2 separate regions of the Hordeum vulgare genome follow, and region 2 is linked to region 1. Evidence: chromatin contacts called from public Hi-C data. All regions are on one chromosome and are shown on one strand. Each heading gives the region's core, a stretch centred on a gene start, on an enhancer-like site or on the middle of the called end of the contact. The rest is flanking DNA. Distances are from core to core; before and after follow the strand shown.

What was found. Hi-C and Micro-C count contacts between places; a contact is called where the count stands out from the background.
Region 2: a Hi-C map of leaf shows a contact between it and region 1, with 5 times the contacts expected there. The contact joins the promoter of LOC123444247 here to the promoter of LOC123444246 in region 1. A contact is called at or near these places in 3 of 6 Hi-C or Micro-C datasets (leaf and seedling) and 1 of 1 datasets of contacts at active chromatin or transcription factors (embryo).

Annotation. Positions count from the first base shown.
Region 1 is chr3H:458,096,139-458,099,497 of MorexV3_pseudomolecules_assembly, reverse strand. It overlaps LOC123444246 (vegetative cell wall protein gp1-like), which reads left to right and starts at 1,869. Exons shown (of 7, transcript XM_045120910.1): 1 at 1,869-2,328; 2 at 3,122-3,253; 3 at 3,356-3,359. The coding sequence starts at 2,229.
Region 2 is chr3H:458,247,103-458,250,821 of MorexV3_pseudomolecules_assembly, reverse strand. LOC123444247 (WD-40 repeat-containing protein MSI4-like) reads right to left here and starts at 1,299. Exons shown (of 15, transcript XM_045120912.1): 1 at 968-1,299; 2 at 280-343; 3 at 42-128. The coding sequence starts at 1,284.

The DNA of each region.
Region 1 (3,359 bases), core at 620-3,119:
CAACCGCAAAGATGACGGGACTAAAAATTTGGAGCGGTACTCCCGCTGGCGAAGGGCGGTACTACCGCTGGACAGCGGTACAACCGCCAGCTCTAGCCGTACTACCGCTAGGTCCAGCGGTACTACCGTTCGTCACTGAAACAGCCATAACTTTCGCATACGAGCTCCGAATCGAGCAAACCAAGCTTGTTGGATTGAGGACGACAAGAGCTATCCAAACAGCGTCTGGAAATCTTAAGACCATGCAGATATGAAAATGCCAATGATATAGAGATGTGAGTCATCTATGAATGAAGAACCGGCAAAAACTCCAACATCGAAAACATCATAGTAGATGCATATGGACTCCGTTTTCGATGAACTCGAGCTTGTCACGAAGATGACCATAAGCTCTAAAACTCACAAAGAGAAACACCAAACAAGAACCAAGAAGTATGATGCAAGGATGCAAATGGTTTGAGCTCTCAACGAACGATACGATCAAGCTACTCACTTGAGAGCCCCCTTGATAGTACAACAATCTATCCTAAACAGAAAACCTATCAAGAGCAAACCTATACCTTGCACATCGTCCTCTTGAACTAGATGATGATGATCTTGGCTTCCTCAAGATGGACAACCTTTCTTGATTGCGTTGGCTTGATGAAGACTAGTTGATTGCTCCCCCATACTCACTATGGGTGAGCCACTCTTTAGCATATCTTCACAAGTCCATTGCCATCACAATGGACGGCAAGCTTCAAGCATGATATCTTCGTGCTGATCCACTTGAACTTGCACATCGCAATCTTGATGACGATCACAACTTGACGTCATACTTTATGGGTTGTATGAGATCTTCTCTTCGACGCAAGCCCATGGAAACACACCTAACCCCCACACAGAACTCTCACGAAGACCATGGGTTAGTACACAAACACGTAATGGACAATGCTTACCATACCATGGGATCACTTGATCCCTCTCGGTACATCTTGTACGCTTTGTGTGTTGATCATCTTGATTTACTCTTTGTCTGAGATCTTGATCAACCTTGTGTCTCTATGATCATTTTTTGGATAATACCTTGAATACCACCTTGGTCATCATATAAACTCCTTGAATCCAACAGATGGACTTCAAGAAGTGCCTATGGACAAATCCATTAAATATAACTTAAGGCAACCATTGGTCCATAGGAATTGTCATCAATTACCAAAACCACATATGGAGATATATGCTCTAACAATTTGCATTTAACAAGCCTATAATTTAAATTTTCAGCAACATTTTCTTTCTATTTTCAACACATGCAAATAAAAATATATGATCCTGAGTACATATCAAATATTTACGAAAAATAATCACGGAAATGAAAAAATAACCACGAAAAAAATTAATCACAAAAACGAGAAAAAATAACCACGAAAACTTTTGTTCGGGTGCGGGGGTGAACGCGGTGAGAATCGCTTGGTTATTTCTTTTTTTCTTTGCTTTCTCGGACGAATAACGAGTCGATTCCTCCAAATCGATGAAGCATCTGAAGGGAATATTCCCTAATGCGGATGACCCAATTCCGATTCCTAACACAACTAAACACGAGAACGGCTGCTAGGGATGAAACCAACCCGTCCGATTCCACCTCATCCTGAAACCAAACACACCCTAACTGACACAGTTTTATTTCTCGTTGATTCCCGGGTGATTGCGGAACCATGTCTGTATTGGTAGTAATTCGTACTGCTAGTATGCTAGTAGTCCTCACGCGTCAGTCAGTCTCACCGATGACGGGCTCGCCGGTGTCCCCAGAAAAAAAGGGGCAAAAGGAAGAGGAGAAGACCCACGCGTCCACCACCACCCTCCGTGCCCAAGACCGGACTCCGCCTAACTTCATGGCCACCAAACAACATCCCGCCCGCCCCGGCTGCTGCGCAAACCAAACCAAACCCGAGAAAAACACTCGCGCGATCGCCGGAAATGCCTTGCCGCCCCTAGCGCCAGTGCGCAACTTGCTCCTGCTCCCGCTCCTGACCCCTGTCGGGTCTCACGCTCCCCATTTGTTTACTCCCAGCCTCCGCACCGAATCTTCTACTCTCCCTCCTCGCGCACCGGCCCGCTCACCCGCCTCCGCGCTTGCCGACAGGCCTTCTGCCGCTGCTATGGCGAGTTCGCGGGCGGTTGCTACTTAACTGACGTCGGCGTCGGTCCGGGTCCTGCCGCCGGGCGTTGGCGCGGGGAGGCTCCGGGAGATGGGGCGGCTGCGCCAAGGAGGGGGCGGGTGGGGCGGTGTCTGCGCCGTCCTCGCCGTCGGCTCGCTGGTCTCCGCCGTCGTCGTCCTTGGAGGCGGAGGTATGTGGAACTGGAATCGCCGGCGTGCAAGTTTGGTGGTTTCGCGGTTTCCTCTCGTCGTTTTAGTCCGACACCAGGATCGTGCGTGTCTGAAGCTCTGAATGCTAGCTTACCTTACTCGTGAGAATTTCCCTGGGTTTAGCTGCCAAACCCCGAGCCTCAGTGTTTAAGTTCACGGCCAAATTGGTTGTGTGGATTCCGCGTGGTAATTCCTGCTGCCGTTGTCCGAGCCTCTGATTGCTGGAATCGGATGGCAAATTCATGGTTGGAGGGCCTTGTTTCTGATCTGATCTTACAGCTGTCCCGAATGTAAGGGCTGCAAGGTTGATGCAGAGCAATTTACGAGAGGCAAAGTGAGATTGTCACTTCTTCTAACTTCTAATCAGTAGTACCTAGATCAGTGTCGAGCAGACGAGCACTACCAGATATATAATGGATTAATGATCACCAACGTGCCTATTCTTTTTTTCGAATTGCACTTTACTAGCACTTTATTGTGATTCTGTATGGGCAACGCACTGGCCAGATATATGTATGTAATCCTGACCAAATAAATAGTAATTATTATACGCGTGCCTAATTATTTGACTAATTATATTTTCTGTTAGCTCATTTTTATCAACTACTGTATATACTACACACTTGTAAGATCTACTTAGATCTACTGCTTAAAAATTCATTTCACTTCCAGACGCAACCACGTTCCTTTTTGTTCTGTAATGACGATTGGAGTTATGGCTTTCTACTCTGCGGCAGTAAATAACTGAATGTTTTGTGTAATCTGTTTCCAAAGGTCATCAGCAATCTCATGCACCTGCCTTTGGTCGTAAAGTTCTTCTATCCAAAACAAGTGGCCATCCAAAAGTCAACCTGGATAATATACTTCATCCATCGCGATTACAAGTTCCAACATTACAAAGCTTAGGTGTGTAACTAAACATGCCTGTGGGACAATGGTTTCAAAGTTTTGTTGTTATACATCTGCTGTGTAATTCTAGTTTAAATTCAATTAACAATTATTTTCCAGGGCT
Region 2 (3,719 bases), core at 50-2,549, 150 kb before region 1:
GAAGTGAAAGTGTAATGGAAAGCCATTGAACACTGAATAACCTGTGATATGTGTTCTGCAGCTGCAACCCGTGGCTTGACAACTTCACAGTTTGCAATGACCAGGGTATTGGGGACACTCCCATCTGTCTGAAAGCACCTCAGGATGAAAAAAAAATACTATGGTTAGATCTGAATAAGAAAATATAAATACTCATTATGTAACAAAACCTAACAATCAGTCGCATATGCTAAAAATCTGTTTGTGAAAGCATTCAAACTGAGGACTTTTGAAGGTCACCTGCTCTGATAGGTAGAGGCGCTGGCGATTCTTATAGGTAGCCTGCTCAAACTGAGGACCCCACCTGTTCCCAAACAAACCAACAGATCAGCAAATAAATTAGTTGCAGAACCACTATTGAAGGTCAGAACTGCTGCAAAATCAAACAAGCATGCTTCAAAACAGAATGCCACCAATCTGAGATATTATTAGCTTCGAAGTACCAGTTGGTGAGTAAGAATGCACCACAGAGCCGATGCTCATAAAGCAATATCATCAAATCGTGCTCACTATATAGATGGCAAGCAATCATATTTACAAGATAAAATGGTTGACACTGGCAGGAGCCGCCGCATCGAAACAGCTCATCAAGGCAAGCATTACATGAACACAAACACCAAACCCCCATCTGAAATACTCGCATGCCACCACAGAAAAAATTACAGAACCCAAAACCCTAGGACCTTAGGGCAATAACTCGACCCAAAGCTTCCGCTCTGCTCACCATACCAGCCAGGCAGTAGCCACGCCACAGATCTGGAGATACCGCATGCAGTGGCTGCACAGACACAGAGCAAAACCCTAGATACGTCCGTGACGACAAAACCCTAGCCCCATATGAATCTACGCGAGCACAACGCCTGGGCCCAAGTAACGGCGGGAATGGAGAGGGGAAGCAGCAGAGGAGGCCGCAGGGAACGAGGATTACCGGCAGGAGAGGGACGGCCAGACGAGGTTGTGGTTCGCGAACCAGTCGTAGAGGACGGGGATGAGCGACTTCCATTGCGCGTACCGCTCGTCCACCGCCGCCCTCGACCCGCCTCTCTCCTTCATCTCCGCTCCGCTGCTGGCCGCCGCCGACGACTGCTCCGCCCTCGCTCTCGCTCTGTGCAGGGGGAGTGCTCTCTGGGAGTCTGTTCCTGTCTGCCTCCCGCTCGGTGCGAAGTACCAAGGCGCAGAGGAGTATCTAGGCTGCGGCTGGAGTGAAAACGGTAACAGATGCGGTGTGCAAATGGGCTGAGCCATTTCGTGTTTGGTGTCGGAGAATATTATGGGCTTCACAAAGTTGGGCTGTTTGTCTAGCTCCCGATCTTCTGGCAGACATTTTTTTTTCACCCCTCAAAAAAGAAAGCGGACATTTTTTGAGACTCATCATAAAAAAACACTGATCCTCAGAGAAAAAACACCAGGTGAGTGCACGTGCATTGCAGCGGGAAACCGTCATGTATACATGGGTGACATATTCTCGTGATACTATCAAGAATCAACTACTCAACCAAAAATGCATTCAAGTAGTTCCTTCTTTTGTCTTTTTGCGGGGAGAAAAGGAGTTTATTTCATTATGATAGATAGAGTTGTAATCAAGAGGTAAGAGTTCCTCGCCATACACAACTGTGATACACTCAGCATGGCTATATCTTATCAAACAATCTGCTACTGAGTACTTTATTTTGATCACGATGTAGTTTTTGATACAATATCATACATGCATAATGCATGCATTTGTGTAAATAAAGATATACATATGGTATATTGTTTAGTGTTACCATAAAAAGACATTGAGATGTTTGTAAATATCCCTTCATATCTACTTTCTTACAATAAAAAGGCCTAATGCTTGCGAGAATGTGTGTACTAATTAGTCAAGAAGAACACATTATTGAACTCCTTCTACGTGTTTGAGGCAAAAATTGAAAACCATATAATTATCCAATCCGATGGACATGGAATATAACTTATTCCACCGCATGTGTGCATGAGAAAAATAGTAGTACAAAATAGCTTAGCAATATTAAAACAATGATTATAAAACTGTGCAAGATAATAATGATGAGAACCCAAAAGGGAGAAGGCCCAAGCTTTTATGTACCAAGTGCAATGAAAATCATATGCATCAAATATACACGACAATCTGATTGGTGGTTGGTATCAAGTTTTTCGGGTGCTCTTTATTGGAGATATGCCCTAGAGGCAATCATGTATGATGATATTTCTTATGTGTTTATGAATAAAGATAGTCCTTCGATATTATCAATGTTGTGTATTAACAAGTACGTGACTTGTTTGTGAGACTATGCATTGTATGATGAGTGTCCTAAATGGTCCCTAGTCGAAAGGGGTGTGTGGACGCGCAATCAATCAGACTAGCATATGACACGATGGATGGTCCGGCCTCACTAACCATGTAGCATTGGGTGCTAGCTAATTAGCATTGCGGTGCGATCATAATTCTGTTAATTGCCCAACTGTGATTTGTTTACCCTAGCATAGTTGTTTATCATCTTTTGGGAGAGAGACATCACTAGTGAACGTCATGTGACTCCGGTCCATATCACCTCCATTGTTTACACCTCCATCGTTTACCGTTTTCTTTACTTTTCCGTTGCAATCACTGTTACCTTCCCGCTTGTGTTTTGATCCTTTGCAAACTACAAGGCCGGAGATTGACAACCTCCCTATACTCGTTGGGAGCAAAGTTATTTGTTGTGTGTGCAGGTCCATGTCTTCTGCTAGCGCCAGGGTGGAAGACACCTACTTGTTGAGCCTAGGAGTCCTCCTGGTTCGATAAACCTTAGAGTCTCCGTGTAAGGGAAATGTGTTGCTGACTACATCTTCACCTTCCACTTGGGGTAACCAACGAGGGGCAAGAAGTATATACATCACCTCGTCATCAAGAAAATTTCTGGCGCCATTGCCGGGGACTCCAGTCTTCAAGATAGGGGAGTTGCACGCTATCTTTTACCTTTGCTTTTTAGTCTTGTTAGTTTGCTTTCTAGTTTTTGCTTTAGAGTCCTATACCAAAAACCACAAAAAATAGTTGCTTTGCTCTTGCTTGTTGCTGCTGCTATGGGTTCCACTGAGAACACCAAGTTGTGTGACTTCACTAGTCACAACAACAATGACTTTATCTGCACTCCTATTGCTGCTCCCGCCACTGAGGCCACGTCCTATGAGATTAAAGCTGCTTTGCTGAACCTAGTTATGAAAGATCAATTCTCCGGTGCTGGAGATGATGTTGCCTTGCACTTGAACAATTTTGTTGAGCTCTGTGATATGCAAAAATATAAAGAAGTAGATGGTGATATTGTTAAACTTAAGCTTTTTCCTTTCTCCTTGAGAGGAGGAGCTAAAGTGTGGCTTCAATCTTTGCCTAGGAATAGCATAGATTCTTGGGATAAGTGCAAAGATGCTTTTATTGGGAAGTATTACCCGCCTGCTACGATTATCCAGTTGAGGAGTAACATTATGAATTTTAGGCAATTGGATAATGAACATGTTGCTCAAGCTTGGGAACGTATGAAATCTCTTGTTAAAATTATCCTACTCATGGTTTGACTACTTGGATGGTTATCCAAACTTTCTATGCAGGATTGAACTTTACCTCGCGGAATTTGTTAGACTCGACCGCGGGAGGAACCTTTATGTCAACTACACTTGGTGCTGCCACAAAACTTGTAACG